2 separate regions of the Pan troglodytes genome follow, and region 1 is linked to region 2. Evidence: chromatin contacts called from public HiChIP or PLAC-seq data. All regions are on one chromosome and are shown on one strand. The core of a region is the stretch at or near the end of the contact, and the rest is flanking DNA. Distances in the headings are between cores, read along the strand shown.

Region 1 (2,726 bases), core at 162-2,661, 420 kb before region 2:
CTCGTGGCAGTACCAATTACTTTTAATATATTCGAGACCAGAAACCCAAACCAAAAACCGATTAAATGTTCCGCCCAAGATGGCAACTAAGAACCCAACCGTACTAATGCTTAACTACTACCACAGCTCACTGGTTTCACAATACGTGCCCAGGGTTCCCTGTAAACACAAATGCAATTTACTAATCGTATGTAGCTTACAAGTCTACGGAGCTTCTCTTTTCACTGTTTCTTCAACATGAAGAAAGAGACCACGAGTCCTCTACCCTCAAAAGTGCTCTTTACTTCCCGTTAAGGTAAGGACCACGTGTAGAGTGTACATTAACCTTGGCTATGCAGCACTGCAAAGGAAAGCTGCTCCCGCCTCTGCATTTCCCACTCCGCGTCTTTGCCCTAGTGGTCCTCCCCTCACAGCTGGCGACCCTAGAGGTTATTCATTCCTTGGAGGGAAACTGAGGGAGGCCGGAAGTGAGTGAGATCCAAAACCGAGAAAAAAGCTGCAGACATTTAAGCACCGGGAAGCGATTCCCGCCTCTCTCCCAGGCGCTGTCTGGCGGTCTCAGGGCGCAGGAAGCTGAGATACAGGAGAGCGTTTTCACGGCTTCGGACCTCAATCTGAATTCCTGATTTCACTCCAATGCCAAGCGCGGGCCGAAGCACTCACGCCTCCACCCCCTGGGCACGCCAGTCTCGAGCTGAATCCCGGCTGGGACTATGGGGAGATACCAGGCCTCTCAACCTGCGCACCACGGTGCGGCGGCGCCCGGGCCTACCGTCGCGACTAGAATGCAGACCCCAATCCCAATCGCCTCTCACAGGCCAGAAGCGTCTGTGGGCCCCAGACGACAGTGGCAGACCCGCTGACTTACGAAATTTTGTCAGAAATTACCTTTGAACTGGCCTTCTGAGATCCGCCTGGCGTTTTGTCCGCCATCTTGAGCTTTGCCCCTCCTTCGGCGGCGGCAGCAGCACGGGCGAGTCGAGCACCGAAACAGCGGATCTCAGTGAAGCCCGCCAGAGGAGCCTGCGAGGCTGAATAGTCGACTGTCGAGATAGCGACCTTAGGGGCAGCCGCTCACGTGACTTCCGGTGTCAGTAATTTCCTCCGCCGCGCTCACTCCGCTAGTTTTCCTGGGAGTCACGGTGCTTGGTCGCGTTATTGGGTCCGGGAATTCAGAGAATCTCCTTGTCCAGGGCCAGCTGATACTTCACTCTCTTATCCCAACGCCAACCCTTGATAGATGCGAACCAGTCGTATTTCCTTTGTGGGAAAGGAGTCGCTTTTTAAAGACGTGCACTGGCCATCTAGGGAGGAGCTTTTACTTCAACTCAAAATAGGACTGGAGCTGACTGGTGACCTGGCGCTCGGTGGACGGAAACGCTGTTCTTGCCGCTTCGGCAGCTCCCATGCTGGTGGGAGAGGCAAACTTGCAGTCTGCTCATCTTAAGATGGTGAATGTTGAGATAGGGTTGCTCCCGAAAAGCCGAGAAGAGGAGCGTTTGACCCAACCTGAGGGTGATCCGATAGACACTCTTTAGGGCGTCTGCAGAGTGGGTGCGCGTGGAGACAGTCAATAAGAGAAAATCGTAAATACAGACGGTATTCTAAATCTAGCATGCATGTAAAGTTGTGTGACATTTTAAAGATTACATTTTACACTTTAGTATTGTTTTCATTTTTAATCACATAAATGGGGGAACACCATATTAAACTTTTCTGAACTTAGTACTTTTTTAAAAAGTTCTTAATCAGGGCCTAGATTCAAAGACGGAAAGCTTGCTTGAGAAGGCCATGCCTGAATCAGGCCAGGCAAGGAAAGAAAGGACATTCCAGACGGAGGGAGTAATTGAGGTAAAAGCCTGTGGCATGAATCAGTACAGCCGATCGTGCAGGTCACCTAAAGCAGTCGTTTTATTAGACCAGGTGTGGGGAGGGACGTGGTTGGACAGGGGTGCGGGTGCAGGTTCACACAGCGCCCTGAGGTCACCATCGTGCTTAGGAGTTAGAATTCTGTTCTCAGAATGAAGATCGGCCTTTAACAAGGTTGAAATGGTCAGATTTTTATTTTAAAGTATTGCTCTGAGGACTAGGGTGGGAGTGGAGGGCGTTTGTGGACCTCTCCCTAAATCATTTATTCAAAATATTTTTGAGCCCCGTTTTGTGTGTAAAAGCCTGCCCAAAGTGTTGTAGGGCTTACAGAGACAGATAAACATGCACTGTCTTCATATGATTTAAAACTTAATGAGAAATGGAGGAGACAAGGAAACCGCAAACTGACACTATGCATAATTGATGCTGCAAGGAAGGATCAATAGCTGAGGGACCTCTGAAAGAAGTAATTAATTCTGAGAGTAGGAGTGAGGAAAAGAGACGGGGCGGGGCAGGGGGGTGGTCATAGAGAAGAAAGCATTTGAACCAGCTCTGAAGAAGTAGAATTTTGTTGAATGGCGGGGGTGGGGAGCGAGGGAAGCACTTAGAACAGGATCTGACACAAGGCTGGCCCTCAAGAAAGATTAACAGACATAGATGCCAGCCACTAAGGAATCAGCAGGCCAGGCCTCCTATTCTCTGTGAGGGTATGAGGGTAGAAGAACAGACAGTAAACAAGAAATGATCTGAAAGTGACAAGTGCTACACATGAAATTAGAATGACTTGCACCCTCCAACCCAATGGAATTTACTTCTACTGCTGGATTCTGTCATACTTTTTCAGTTCTGGGCCTCTT
Region 2 (2,804 bases), core at 23-2,522:
CCCGTAATGGTGGCATTTCCACACACAGTACTGTTGCTGATTTGATGAGACACAAATATAATCCAACCCCATTTTCAAATATTAAAAGTTGGTAGGGTCCTCAACGAAACCTAACAGTGACTTCAAGTTGAAAAAAAATGCTTAAAAGGAAAAAAACAGGGAGAGCCCACCTTTTGGCCTGTATCTCTCAGAAAGAGGGACAAGAGCGGTGGGAACGTGAGGAACTTTTAAAATGTGAGAGCGTTACTCTGGGGAAACCTGGAGTCTACTCTTGGCCTTTACTCGCTGAACTGTCATAGTTCTCACATTTGTGAAGCGAGTCTGGGCTGGCGGGCCTCAAGCCCTATCCTCCCCCGATGCGGAAGTCTTGCTTCGCTGTGCCTCCCAGGCTTGAGAACAGCAGTGTCTGGCCGCTCAAAACGAAAGCTTCACGAACGTCGCTCGCTCGGTGCTGAGAAAGAAGCCTGACGCGACCCGGGAAACTTGACCGACGCGCGCCCGCCCGCCCGCTTGCCCCGCCCCCTAACGGCTTCCCGGCTTCCCCCGGGTCCTATGCAGAAAAGACGCTGGGCCTGGCAAGCGGGGCCAGTAGCGGCTTCCGGGAGGAGTTTTGGCCTCCACACGGCTCCGTCGGGCGCCGCGCTCTTCCGGCAGCGGTAGCTTTGGAGACGCCGGGAACCCGCGTTGGCGTGGTTGACTAGTGCCTCGCAGCCTCAGCATGGGGGAACATGGCCTGGAGCTGGCTTCCATGATCCCCGCCCTGCGGGAGCTGGGCAGGTAGGGCTAGGCCCAGCCTGGGTCCTGCATCCTCCTCCGCTGATTCCGGCTTGGGTTTCACGTGCTCTCCCCTCCCCTGCTGCGCTATGGCTGGGATCCCCTAAGCCCCCGCTGCGGCCCTTGTGGAGATGCTCCGTGGCTGATTTGGGCGCTTCTCCCTCAGAGTGCCCGTTGATAGGACATGGGGCAGTCGCCACAAACCTGCGGGAAGCCGGTCCGTGGGGGAGAGAGGCGTCTGCCGGCCCTGGTTTACCACTCACCCCGATCGAGAGTTTGCTTCCTGCAGCTGGAGGAAGAGTCCCTGCTGATCGCTTTCTGGTCACTTTTCTACACTCATTTTCTTCTCGAAAATCTTTTTCCTTAGACGAGGGACTTGACCCATCAGTTTCTGTTCTTTGTGATCACTCGTGGAGGAATTGGTTTTTAGCCTTACATTTTGTCCCCAAACTGCCCTTGAAAGAAAATCACCGCTTCTCATTTTCTGCAAGTGACATCACTTGCTGGAAAAGGCAGTTTTTTTCTTTGAAGTGAAGTCATAGTACATATTGAAGATGTAACCTCCCTCGTATTGATCGTCCAGTTCCCGATCCGTTATTTTAGTCAGAAATTGGAGAGATAGACCCCTGGGTCCACAAAATCTCAGCGTGCACAGAGTGTTGCCAAAATTTGGAGACAATTTAATATTTCATTTGCAAATGAATGTTGTCTGTAAACCTCATGAAAACCAGTATCTTACCACAAGGAGGGAGAGGTGTTGATGGCTCTCACACCTCTTCAATACACAGGCAGGCTTCCCTGAACCAGGCCTAAAGACTCGGTAGAGCTTGTTTTGCTTTGTTTGTTTTAATTCTACACTACTGCGAACAAGAAATAAATAAGCTTGTGCTGCTACCGCAGTTAAATTATCATTTGGAATAACTGCTTCCCAATTTCTTAAACTGTTTGAAAACTTTCCACACAAAGTCAAAGCTGACATTAAGCCAATGGGATAGCTACTTCTCTTTCTTTTTGCAGCGCAGTTGTGTTCATTTCCACTGGTTGGCCATCCAAATAATTTAGTCTCAATATATGAATAAAAAGATAAATGAAGGGACCATTCTTGTCGTAACTGCATCACTATTTTTGAGTGTGTGAATTTTTTCCACTTTTTATCTGTGGCAAGTATACTTTGTGTTTAGTTTATAAAATAACTTCTACCTCTCTAAAAGAAGAGGAAGAAAAGTGATCATTGTAGGAAGTTGGTTTACAAATTTCATCTTTCAGGCTCATTGTGAAGCTGAGTATATTTTTGCCACTTTGCTTTAAAGTAGAATTAACTGGTTAATACTTCTCTTCCCTCTTCTGTCTTCCTCCGTGAGTCCTGTTAATAAAAATAATTGGTTCTTGGATTATATATTGTCGGTTTCATCAGTAGAGTTTATGTTACCTTTCATTTATTTGTAGCTATTCCAAGAGAAAGAATAGAAAAACTGACCCACAGAGAGTTGTCTAATAGTTTTTAATTGTCATGGCTTTTTCATTACAACTACTTGAATCAAAAAAGCTAATCAATTTTCATAGTATATCCATGACATAGAATGGAACAAGTGTTACCACTGTTTAAGAAAAAGGGACAGAGAAGTTGAAGAACCAAAGGCACAGCTAGCAGATATCAGAGCTAGGTTTCAGATTCAAGCTTTCAAGGCCTTTTCTTCCAAAATGTTTCCTCTTAATTGACTATGGCAATTAGACTACTGAAATAAAAAGAGATATTAGTGTTCTAATTTATGGGCTGCTCTTCCTCAGTCCCTCAGATAAATTTTGTCCTATTGTTTTTTTGCTATTAGCAGTCTGCTCTGCATAATCTTGCTAAATGACCTTTCCACTCTCCTGCCTTCAACTATAATCTGCTATTTGATGACTCCTAATATGTTTCTCCAAATCATGTCTTCTATAGAATTGTATATTTACTGTATACTGGTAGTTTCACTGAGTGTCCTATGTGTAGTTAAGGTTCAGCATATCCAATACAAATTCCCCACATGTCC

What was found. HiChIP or PLAC-seq counts read pairs in DNA pulled down with a chosen protein or histone mark.
Region 1: a contact with region 2 is called in an H3K4me3 HiChIP or PLAC-seq map of stem cell-derived excitatory neurons, with 9 times the contacts expected there. The contact joins the promoter of U2SURP here to the promoter of PLS1 in region 2. A contact is called at or near these places in 2 of 7 Hi-C or Micro-C datasets (blood and stem cell-derived neural progenitor cells) and 1 of 1 datasets of contacts at active chromatin or transcription factors (stem cell-derived excitatory neurons).

The regions. Positions count from the first base shown.
Region 1 is chr2:146,209,212-146,211,937 of NHGRI_mPanTro3-v2.0_pri, reverse strand. It overlaps U2SURP (U2 snRNP associated SURP domain containing), which reads right to left and starts at 1,411. Exons shown (of 27, transcript XM_063807232.1): 1 at 889-1,411. The coding sequence starts at 933.
Region 2 is chr2:145,787,613-145,790,416 of NHGRI_mPanTro3-v2.0_pri, reverse strand. It overlaps PLS1 (plastin 1), which reads right to left and starts at 1,272. Exons shown (of 16, transcript XM_054681122.2): 1 at 1,038-1,272. It overlaps ATR (ATR serine/threonine kinase), which reads left to right and starts at 487. Exons shown (of 48, transcript XR_008547125.2): 1 at 487-777.